2 separate regions of the Mus musculus genome follow, and region 1 is linked to region 2. A link is a contact called in public capture Hi-C data. All regions are on one chromosome and are shown on one strand. Each heading gives the region's core, a stretch centred on a gene start, on an enhancer-like site or on the middle of the called end of the contact. The rest is flanking DNA. Distances are from core to core; before and after follow the strand shown. Region 1 overlaps Gm34087 (a long non-coding RNA gene). Region 2 has its middle 21 kb from the start of Gm33447.

Region 1 (5,430 bases), core at 2,517-5,016, 240 kb before region 2:
ACAACTTCAAATTATGAATTTCCTTTGATTGTCTCCTAACTACAGACTTAAAATGTTTCTCATGCTAAATCTATGCTATCGGCTATCATAGTTACAAATTTAAGTTTCTATTGGTTGTCAGTTAACTATAGACTTAAGGTGTTTCTTATGCTAAGCTATATGATCAACTATCAGATTTTCAAGTTTCCTTTCATTGTCTTTTAAATGTAAATTTTAAAATGTTTCTCATCATGCTACCTTTATGTATATTCAATCTCCTAGACAAAAGGAAGAAGCCCTTGTTCCTCCAGCTCCCCCTAAAGGCTTTTGTCTTCCCTAAGCTCACCTTAGGAAACCTGCGGCTAACAAATTTATCTCTTTTGTAAACTTATAAGCTCCAGGAAACCCACTCAGACCTACCTCTCATGGACCAAATAGACTCCATCCAGATATGAACATCCACCAACTAATAGTCTGAGTTTCTACCTGTTACCTATTCCAGAGGGTGGCATTTCCCTCCTGTTCCCTGGTTTGGGGACTCCCCTCATCTCAACCACCAAGACCTAAGGGTTTCAAATGTACACCTAAGAAAAGTTTTTTCTCCCAAATCTACTTAACTTTATTTTCTTTGTGTGTGTGCGTGTGCGTGTGTGTTTAAGCATCTTAGCAAGTACAGCTTTAAAAATCTACATCCAGGACAGCTCCTGAGAAGCAAGCCACAGATGCTCCAGCCTGCTCTCACAGACACAGACGCTTCTACTGGACCTGCACCTTCCTACCTAAAAATGGTTCCACAGATCTTAGACAGCAAGGAAGCAGCTAACTCTCCTAAGACTGGACCAGCACCCCCACTCCCATTTTCTTAGGTTCCCCAGAGACATGTCACCCCAAAGTCAGCAAGAAGTAGCTAAAGATCACAATGACCCTATTCCTGTTTCACCACCACTTCTTTCTAGATTCTCCTTTTTAAATTAAACTAAAATGGAGGAATGCTGGCATTCCTTGTACGATCCGGCCCAACAGTTACCTAGCAACAACCACATAGGCCTGGCTTGCTATAAAAGGGACTGTTTGGCCTCTCCCTCAATGTCTAACTCTATCTGCCCTTCTGCCCCTTTTCTCTCTCTGATCTCTCTCTCTCTCTCTCTCTCTCTCTCTCTCTCTCTCTCTCTCTCTCTCTGCCTCTACTCCTGTCTCAACTCCCCTTCCCACACCCCCAAATAAACTCTATTGTATACTAAACCCATTATATGACTGGTACGATGCTTCAGCATGGGCCCACTGAGTTACCTCCTCCCACGGCACCATACTGTGCCCTACAGAACATATTCTTGGTTTTATAAAACACATCAATACCCATCAATTATCTCTTTCTTTTTTTCAGATGTGGTGAGATAATACAAATGGATGGATAGCATGATTCTTCAGTCCTCATGTGTAAATAAATTCTAGTATAGCTGCCACTGTTGTGCAGATTGGGACTGGGCACGATCAGCGTTATGATGGGAGTAAACACAAAAAAGGTGAAACCCCTTCCCGTGCTCTGTTCTTCCATCTCCAGCCCCAAAGGGTCATGGAGTCTGCCTCCGTCCAGCTGAATGGCAGCATCCTTCCATGGGTAAGGGCTTCCTGGAACATTTGCTGACCCTCTGGGACATGTCTGACCCTCTGCTCCCTGCTCAGGACTTTGGGGACAGAACACATGTGTCTATTTCTTTCTTGATTCTGCGTCTATTTTTAGAGTCCTAGATAACTACCAAAGTGCAGTTTTGTGCCTCCCTCCCTCCTATCACCTGCTCTTGTGTTTTGTGGCACAAAGGATGCACTATAGGCTCAAGCAAGCTCCACCCCCACCCCTGAGGACAGAAGGCATAGGGAAACACGTCAAAGCACAACAAGTGACCATGGCTGCACCTTACTTGAAGGGAGTTCCCAAGGAGAATCATTTGCCCAGCCAAGGACTCTCTGGACTCACCAGAACACTTTTTATTTAGCGCAGTGAGACCAGGTACCGGTATCCTTCAAAAGCTCCTTAGACATTCTGAAATTCAGAAAGACCCAAAAGAATCAAATGAGCACCCACTTTCTGGAACTCCAGGCTTGCCTCATTGCAGGACTAAGACCAGGAATCCAGCTGAGTCTGACTTGCAGCCACAAGGGACTTTTCCCAGTGTGATGCCCTTAGTTAAGGAGGTGGGGCAGAGGGGTTGAAGGGGAGGGTATCAGGACCACAACAAATGGAGAAAGGAGAGAATTTCTTTGGTAATAAGGCTGGCCCCACCATTCTCGGGCTCCCAAGTGACCTGGACCTTCAGGGGTGCCTATAAATCAGATTGTATAAGCCAGGGCTTGCTTGTGTGTTATACATTACCATAATTTTTTTTTATTTTAGTAAAAAAAACTCTGGCTTTTTTTTTTCAAGTCACAGGACTCCAGCCCTCCTGGCAGGTCCTAAGTGAAACAAATTACTTCTAGAGAGTAAGCTCTATACCCTGGCCTCCTCCCTCATTGAACCCGCAGCTGCCTCTTTGTAAGCCTAAGACTATTGTAAGCTATTGCCCTAGGGGCAACCAAGGGGCTGTGTCTCCCTGCAGGTGTGCCAGGAAGACAGCGGGAGTCTGTAGGAAGCAGAGGTTGGTTGGACCTAGAAGCTGATTCAAGCTACATTATTACAAAAAGTTATTAAGCGATATTCAGTTACAGGATCCTGGGCTAAACAAAGAATGAGGCCCGGGGCAGCCAAAAACCATATGGACCTGGAGGTTGCACACACCTGCATGGGAGCGGGCAGGCCCAGTTAGAAGCCGTCATCAATTCTAGGAAAGCCATAAAGTTTGGACTTGCTTCATGGCACTTTCTAATTAACTGTGTGGTGAGTTTTCTCCACTTTCCTATAAAAGCCGGTGCCCCTCCTCCACCCCTCTCTCTACCTTGTCTCTCTCCCTCATGTCCCAAGACACCTGGGGAAAAGTTTCCCAGGGAAGCTCTCCAGTGGGCCTCAGACCATGGAAGACACTCTAAGCAGGAAGATGGCACTCGTTCTTGTGTGGAGAGAAAAAAAAGAATAGAACAGGCTCTTTGAAAGGCTCTCAAGAGAATCATCCAAAACAAGGAGCCAGCACGGCCTCCCTTAAAGAAGAGGGAGAAGCTACAAGTCACTTGAGCTGATGAAGGGAAGAACATTGGTTTAGCCAATTCTACTTACCCAACAGACTGGATAAACAGAAAGGAGAAAGATGAGTCTTAATTCTGCGGTGATATGCAAGAAGATATAGCATCTAGTGTTTAGGTTCTTTGCAAAGCAGATGCCTTGGTGGATGTCTGCTATAATTTTCATACTGGTAAATCCGTGTGCTCGTGTGACTCTGAGCACCCTACGGTGGCAAAATCCCAAGGCAGCTTAGTCTCCAGGGCTTTCTGGAGAATTGTGTTGATGCATTTAGAACATCTGCATAATGCACACTTACACTATGGACCACGAAGTCACATTCAGAAGGCAGAACTCATCTCTCACCATTGCTCATCTGCAAAAAGAGGAGGAAAAATGCAAAGTATTTCTGATGAGGCAGAGGTTTCCCTTGGCCTCTTACCTGGCTGGGCTGACGATTTCTCCATCTGGTGCTGACAGCAACTTTGGCTGGTGCTGAGGTGGGGCCTGGCCCGGCTTGCTCCCTTTGACCTCCACAGTGCAAATCTCTTGAAACGATAAAGGAGCCGAGTGTGAGGCAAGGCCTCGAGCCTGGGCGGATGAATGTGCCCTACAGCTTCTCGGAGCACAGCAGGGAGATGTCTGAACAAAGCATGGAGACCTGCACTGAGGCCCTGGTGGGCTGTTCCAAGACTGCACTCCAGGATCCACCTAGACCTAGCCATTTGGTCCTGGCTATTGAAACAGAAAGGCCTATTGCTCCAGGCCATGCTGTGCTTTTGCAAAAGAGTTGCCTTGTGAGAACTCAGAATATTACTATTGGTCAGCTTGTAGATGCATGTCTGCCTTCAGATTGGTATAAAGCAACAGCCCTCAACCTGTGGGTCACAGTCCCCTTGGGGATTGAATGAGCCTTTCACAGGGGCTTAAGACCATCTGCATATCAGATATTTACATGATGATTCATAACAGCATCAGCATTACAGTTATGAAGTAGCAACAAAAATAATTTTATAGTTGGGGATCACCACCACATGAGGAACTGTATTAAAGAGGAAGACCACTGGTATGAAGCAATGGTTGAGGACCAGTTATGTCTGTGTCTGTCTTTTAAAATTCAAGAGACTGCAAAGTAGGACCACTCATGCTAGAGCTAAGAAACAGGTTTTCTTTTCTCTTTCCTTTCTTCTCCTCCTCCTTCTCTTCCCCTTCTCTTCCTCTTCCTCCTCTTCCTCTTCCTCTTCCTCTTCCTCTTCCTCTTCCTCTTCCTCTTCCTCTTCTTCTTCTTCTTCTTCTTCTTCTTCTTCTTCTTCTTCTTCTTCTTCTTCTTGTCTTTTTTTTATGATGGGTTCTCACTCTCTTGCTCAGGCTGGCCTTGTACTCATGTTCTTCCTGCTTCCGTTTTCTGAATGTCAGCATGATTTTAAGAGCCAGCGTGCCCACTGGGTCTGTGCTTTTGTTATCATTCTGAATGTGAGAAGAGAATTCAGACTTGCAAGAAGGGGTTGGCACACTCAAGGGGACAGAGTGTGGGAATTGTCAGGAGAAAGTCCCCACCTCCATGTGCTCTGAAGGATGTGAGGCAAGCTTACACAATATCTCATATTCCAGTCCCAGAAGGGAGGCGGTCACACTGTGTAATATTTCCAGTTACGTTCAAGAAACAGCCTGGAATGATCAGAGCCATAACTCTTGACTGCAGCAAATGGAAGGGTGGGGTGAAGGGAACCACGCAAGAGTAATTAGGCAGCCGGTGACCGTGGCTCTGAACCTGCTGGCCCTGCTAAACAGAACATAAATTTTTTTAAGGGCTACAGTGGGCTCTGTGCAGCACAACTTTGATATCTGAGATGCAATTAGACTTTGCCCTTATGAGGAATCAACTAAAAGCTTGCAAAATACCCCTGTTACTCTGGCGTGTTGTTTTCCCAGGCCAGTGTGCACACTGCTTCCTTGTGGCCCCCACAGTGCGTGACAGTCATTTGTGGGTCTTCTCTGGAGGCATCGGCCTCCTGGTACACCAGGGACTCCATACAGACAGTGAAAATAATTTGACCACTTGCTGCTTCCCAGTCACTCAAGGGTGATATTGAATCTGGAGCAGTTAAGACTCCCTAGAGAAATGAAGCGGAGAGATAAAAGTCTTTGCTAGGCCCTACAGGATTCTCTGCTTTCAAGCATCTTGGTGTTTTAGAAGCCTCTCCTTTGCTCCTGTTTCATGACATTTATCTTAGTGTTTGAGCAGACACGTGGAAGATACGATCTGCATGGGGATTTCCGCTGGAAGCAAGTCCAAAGCAGCG
Region 2 (5,912 bases), core at 1,335-3,834:
TCAGTAACTCAAAGAGGCACCTCATAAACACTGCGATCATATTCTCTCATTCCTCTGGTTGCCACAGAGGCCCCTGGCCGCCCATTCTGATTCTTCACTTTTTATGCTTGCCACCGATGTCTCATGGTGGGGATCTTGGGCTGCATACGCCTTTATTCCCTGAAGCACCCACTTCTAGAGACAGCTCCCCCTGGTTAGCCAGATGAGCTTCAGCTCTCAGTGTATAGCAGAAATACCTTCAATGCAGGCTTTGGGATTTTCTATTTGTGGGATCTTGAAAAAAAAAAAAAAAATCTTTGATTACCAACTTGTGATTCTGAGAACTGCTCTTTGAGAAACTGCAAACCTCTGTGTTGAGTACACACTAGGCTTTCAGTGGATTGAGTTATAGATGAAAATACCATCAGAGTGATGTTTAGCACAGACCTATTTTTATACAGCGTGTGCTACGTCGACTCTCAGATGTAGTGACAACCAAGAAAGGCAAGCAATTGTCTAAGAGAGGGGGGAAATCCTGGCATGTGGGGAGGCTCTGATTGTGCACTGATGATAAATTAATTTCTGCCACTCACCACTGACTCTTCTAAGTAGAGCTGTGTGGTGCAGCCCTGTCATTAGCTTCTCTGCTGGAGCTAGTGAAATGTTAACTCGTAGATAGCCTCTCCTTGTGGGGCAGCACATCACTTACCTACTTTCCCACTGTTTAATCTCTGTCCCCAAAGATGAACTTCTCACATTCCTTTAAAATGACCTGGCTCTTTGAAGCACAACCACCCATTGCTAAACGCAGCTGTCCAGCTGAGGGATTTATAAGGACCACCCTAACACTCTCAAAGAGTGAAGGAGCTCGCCTGGGGGTGGAACTCAGTGGCAGAGCCCTTGCCTCATGTGCATGAGGCGCTGTGTTCAATCCCAGCCCTGTAATAATAATAATAATAATAATAATAATGGTGATGATGATGATAATTATCAAAGACTGAAGGAGGCAATATGGAATCACTCCAGAGCTTCCTGGCTACTTCTGATTCCTGACCATAGCATAAACGATAAACACAAGTAGACCTCCCAGGAACACTGCTGTCATTCCAGGTCCCGTAGACAGGCTCTGAGCAGATAAATAACCCTACCCAGAGGCATGACTCACACCTAGAAAAATGTCCGAGTTCGTGAATCTGGTTTTCGTTTAATCCTCCCTACCGCAGATGGACATTGTGAGAGAGACAGTGTCTCTTATTGGCCTGGCTCTCACCCGTTGTGCTTGGCTGGCCCACCAGTGAGGCCCGGGGATCTGTCTTTCTCTGCTTCTCCAGGATTGGGATTACAATAACATGCTACAACACTGGTTCCAAAAATCAAACTTAAGTCCTTGTGCTTGGAAGGTGAGCATTTTCCCAACAGAGCCAGCTCTCCGGGCCCTACTGTAGAACACTCTACAATGGTTCTGATACTTCTAAATATTGCATCACGTTGTAGGTAGAATTAATCTTAATATTGGATTAACTGTGTGAGTCACTGTTGTGAACACTCTACATGCATGAGCTCATTAAAATAGTGCAACGTTCCTGTAAGGTAGCCACCAATTCTTCCCGTTCTGTAAATAAGAACAACGAAGCTAAGAGAAAGGGGCCGCATTGTGCAGGGTACATTTACACAGGGTCAGACTTCCATGTGAGCTTTGCCATCGTGTCTCAGTGTACAGTAATGTAACAGGGCTCTCCATCCCAATGCCCTTCTCAAGAGTCAATGCAGGGTCAAAATTTTTACTATAAACACTGTCAAAGTCTTTGTGAAGGCAGGTTCATTTTACAGGAGTACCATGTTCTACATAGATACTGTGATTAGGTTTTTGAATAGAACCATGATAGTAAGTGATATTCAGCATCCTTAGTCCAGGAACATCAATTACCACACGGGACTATTATACAGCCCCAAACACTGACAACTGTCTCCTGGGGACAGACATGGCATGGAATCCTTTGGAGAGATGAATACTGAGTTTTCACTTTAGTCACATGTAAGCCACATAATTTGGTAAACAACCTTCTAACGATGGGAAAGAGCAGGGTTCAGCTTAGCCATAGCTTGACAGGAACACAGGGAAGGTAAGGACCTGCAGTAGTTACATTCACCAGGCACATGAGTGACGGTAGTACTGGGCATTTTAAGTTCGGAGCAAAGACCACAAGCTCTCGTGGCTTGGAATCTGGTGGCAGCTGCAATTTATCAGCCTCTCCAAGCTTCCATCACACAAAGAGGTGGGGCCAACATTCCTCCCTCACACAAAGATGAAAAGAAATAGCTGAAAAGATTGCTGAACACAGGGAAGGTGGCTGTCGGAGTCCTTCTTGTCCGCAGCATTGAACCAAAAGTCAAAGTGAGTTTCAGTCCTGCCTTGCTATGTGACCTTGATCTCTTCCCATCTCTGGACCTCCAGTTTCTTGCTTGTAAGAACAAACATAACCAAACTGACTTTTAGGAAACTTGTCATCTCATACTACGAGGTAGGTGTTGGGAGCAGGTGGTGAGGACCTGATGCGGATGGGCCTGGTGCTGTTTGTATGTTGATGCTAATTCCACTCACCTGGGAGGGATTGCAGACAAGGAGTGAGTCACTGTACTCAGGTGACTTCTAGTGAACCAATTCCCTAATGAATAAAGGAGCCAATCACTGGGTGAGTAGGCGGGACTTCCGGGTTGAATGGAGGAAGAGAGGAAGCAGAAGAGAGTTAGGTCCTTTTGGACGGGGATAGCATGAGGACAAGATGTAGCTATGAGTGTCTCCGGATGATTTAGATTTAATAAGGCTTACAAGATTAGGATTTTAATTGTTGTGCCCAGTGATTAAGTTATTATTGTTTCTGAACTAAGTTTGTGTTGTGTTTTCCTTCACATAGTGGCTCATCTGGGTTCAAGAGAGAAAGGTACAGCGGCAAAGCGTGGGTTTGCCTGATGTGCACCACAAAGGCCATGGGAGATTTGAAGCACAGGGTTGGCGTCGTAGCAACCTGCCTGTAGGAACTGAGTGAGCTGGGTGGAGAGATCTTGGAGCACTGAGTCAGAGTCTCCATGAGATAAAAACAGGTCAGCCATTTTCCTCAAGTGTGTGGCCGACCAGCCCGCGGGGTCAGAGAGTAGCAGGGTGCAACATGGGAATGTGATGGTTCTTTTTTTAATATTTCCCACAACAAGGACCAGGAACCTGTGTAAAAAGGCAAAAACATGGGAAAGCAAAAGGCCATCGTGGGCAGACACGATCCAGGTCACTTGGCTGCAGCAATCTCAAAGAACACTCTCCTGGAATAACTACAGGCAGTTTCCTCCCCAGTGAAGACAGAAGCCTGAGTCTACCTTCCCTTGCCTGAATCAACTCCTGCCCAGGTCCCACATCCTCACCCGGGTATCCACTCTCCTCCAGGCTTCTTTACTTTCTTTCAGAAAGTACCTCTTTCTCCTCTACATTGCCCGCCTCCCCTTAGCACAGCCAGTGCCCTCTGAGGATACTGAAAGGGTTAAGTGCTGTAAAATGCTTTACTCGGTGGTGGACACGGTGAGCACACTAAGGTTGTCACTTTCTGAGAAGCTGCCCTGCCCACACAAGAGGTTTTCACAAGCTCTTTCCTTGTTTAGATATGGTTAACAAATCAGAGAGGCTCAGGGCCACGGGGCTCAGGAATGTGTCTCTGTTCTAGTCCAGTCCCCAAATGCAGTAAATTCATTAATGCCATAATATGACAGTTACTGATGCATTTCTCTCAGCAACATCCTCCACAACCGTGGTGGCTGCACCAGGCCGAGGGCAGCCGCCATTGCAGGAGGACACCTCACAGTCTGGCATCGTGTGATTGTAGCCAACCACGGCCTCTGTGCAGGCACTCACCAACTTCTTCTAGTTTGTCCATAAGGGGAAGAGTCTGAGATGGCGAGGTATGGAGGGCAGAGAAGAGCAAGGCCCCACTCACTGCAGATCGTTGAGGGCAAACAGCAGCATAGCCCTGGGCCAGGCAAGGCTTCTGCTGCAGGAAAAGGGGCAGCCACTCAAACCTCTGACTCTGCGCTGGTCAGGAGATATCTCGCCATGCAGGCAGTTGTGTCTGTCTTGTTGGAGGGGAAGGCAGTGTGTGCTGAAGAGGTGAGATGGTTTATCCAGCAATCCAGAGTTAGGGAGAAAGATCTTCAGACCCAAGCCCTGCACCTCCACTCAGAGCACCCTTCCCAGTCTCCCTGTACTAGCCCAGTCTCTGTGGCAAACACAGGGAACATGCACTCAGGGCTTCAGGTTCCTGACGTATGAAGAAAGGCAGGCTGGGAGCAGGTGCTTTACTGAGTACTGCGTCTACTTCCTTTCTAAAGAGAAACACTACCTGTGAGCACACTGCCTTGTGTTCCTTAGGTCCTCCATTTTCAGAGGAAAATGCTAAGCAAGCCTGTTTGAGGGTGACGGATCATTGTCCTCTGTGGTCTCTTGTCAAGAATTGCCTGGTGTGAGGAAGAGGAGCGGGCAACAAGGAGGAAGTTGAACCAACAGCACTTCCCATGTCCCATGTCCCATGTGCTGCACAGCCACGACTTCATTTCGTCCTTGCAACTCTATGAGGGAGATGTTCGTAACCTCCATTGGACAGATGACGATATGGGGACACAGGCAAGTGGTTTGATCGGGTGTACCTGATTACACGTGAAATTTTGGCAGGCTACTTAACACTCCAACTGGCACTCATATTTACTTACACAGCCCATTTCTAGGAGCTTCTGTATTCATCATCAGCAAAAGAAACTGACTAAACTGACTTTAACCTCCAAGAGCAAAACATGGATGACAAATTTGCAACCCACTCTCTCGTTGCCCAGTGACTGCTTCACAAGTGGCTCCCGGAGAAACCCTTTTTTTCCATTGCTACTGCCGCAAAGGCACTGCTAAACCATGAGCCCTTTCCACTCTGAACAAAGCTAACAGGAAACTTTACTCATCTACCAAGATTCTACCAAAGTTCCCTTCTGAGCCTCTGGGCACTTAGTGCTTCATTAGTAGCTTCTTGAACATTTGAAGAAGATACTAAGTATACGATTTTTAAGGAGAAAGTCCAGAGAGCCAATAGGGGAAAATGTCTCCTTGCTAGTTTTCCTTCTATAAGCAGGTGCTGGGTACTGAGTCTCTTCAAAAGAACTGCTAAATTTACTCCTCAAAACCCAAGGCCACAGGGAGGACCTTTAACTCTTACCCTGAACACAAACTGCAGTGTTAAAAGAACTGCTCCCGCGTTAGGGTTCTGATTTGGACGCCAGCTGTGTTTTCAGACCATCTAGAAAGAGAAGGTGCCTCTCCTGGTCCCAGAGCCCCTGGCCCAGTCAGTGATGCGCACTGCCATGCCTCTGCTTCCCCATCAGAGGGAAGCCTGCAGACTTGGAGACTCATTTCTGATGAGAGAACCTGTCACTGACAAGGAAAAGAGAAGGTGGCTTTTATTGAAGTGACACTCCTTCATGAGCAAGACACAAAAGGTCATAAATTATAAGCCTTCTGTCACCACACACACATACATACACACACAGAGAGTTGCATATGCACCCCACTATATTCTGGGCCTTTGAAAAGTCCTGCCCTGGTGTTTTCTGGTGCGGAAAGGATGTGGCTGCACCTGAAGGCAGCACTAGCGTTCATTGTCACTGCAGAAGCTACATAGGCTCCTAAGCCCAGGATTCAAGAATTGGTGCCATCTTGGTTCTCACCCCTGAAAACAAATATCAACCTAGAAGGCAGGAGGCAGCTTCCACATGAACAGTGACATTCCTGCCCCGTGGGCTTCTGTGTTCTACTAGGGACATAATGTTTGTGGCCGTGGGCCACTGACAATCAAAGGGAAGTGTTCTATATCCAATAGCCTGCTCTCTCTGAGAAATGTGGATACCTTGTC

What was found. Capture Hi-C pulls out chosen DNA fragments and counts their contacts.
Region 1: a contact with region 2 is called in a capture Hi-C map of embryonic stem cells, with 4 times the contacts expected there. The contact joins two enhancer-like sites. A contact is called at or near these places in 4 of 484 Hi-C or Micro-C datasets (Th1 cells, bone marrow-derived macrophages, nephron progenitors and 1 more), 6 of 115 datasets of contacts at active chromatin or transcription factors (a beta-TC-6 cell line, embryonic stem cells, fibro-adipogenic progenitors and 1 more) and 1 of 9 other capture datasets (embryonic stem cells).

What each region holds. Positions count from the first base shown.
Region 1 is chr13:97,598,622-97,604,051 of GRCm38.p6, reverse strand. Gm34087 (a long non-coding RNA gene) reads left to right here. Exons shown (of 5, transcript XR_873831.2): 5 at 1,364-1,442. Among named protein-coding and RNA genes, the nearest start is that of Gm34087, 21 kb to the left of the region's middle. Within about 2 kb of position 3,766, at least 34 of the 459 cell types and tissues checked have an H3K27ac peak or open chromatin away from gene starts, as enhancers often do. A contact at or near this core is called in embryonic stem cells, where this site is marked.
Region 2 is chr13:97,352,348-97,358,259 of GRCm38.p6, reverse strand. No RefSeq gene overlaps it. Among named protein-coding and RNA genes, the nearest start is that of Gm33447, 21 kb to the left of the region's middle. Within about 2 kb of position 2,584, at least 11 of the 459 cell types and tissues checked have an H3K27ac peak or open chromatin away from gene starts, as enhancers often do. A contact at or near this core is called in embryonic stem cells, where this site is marked.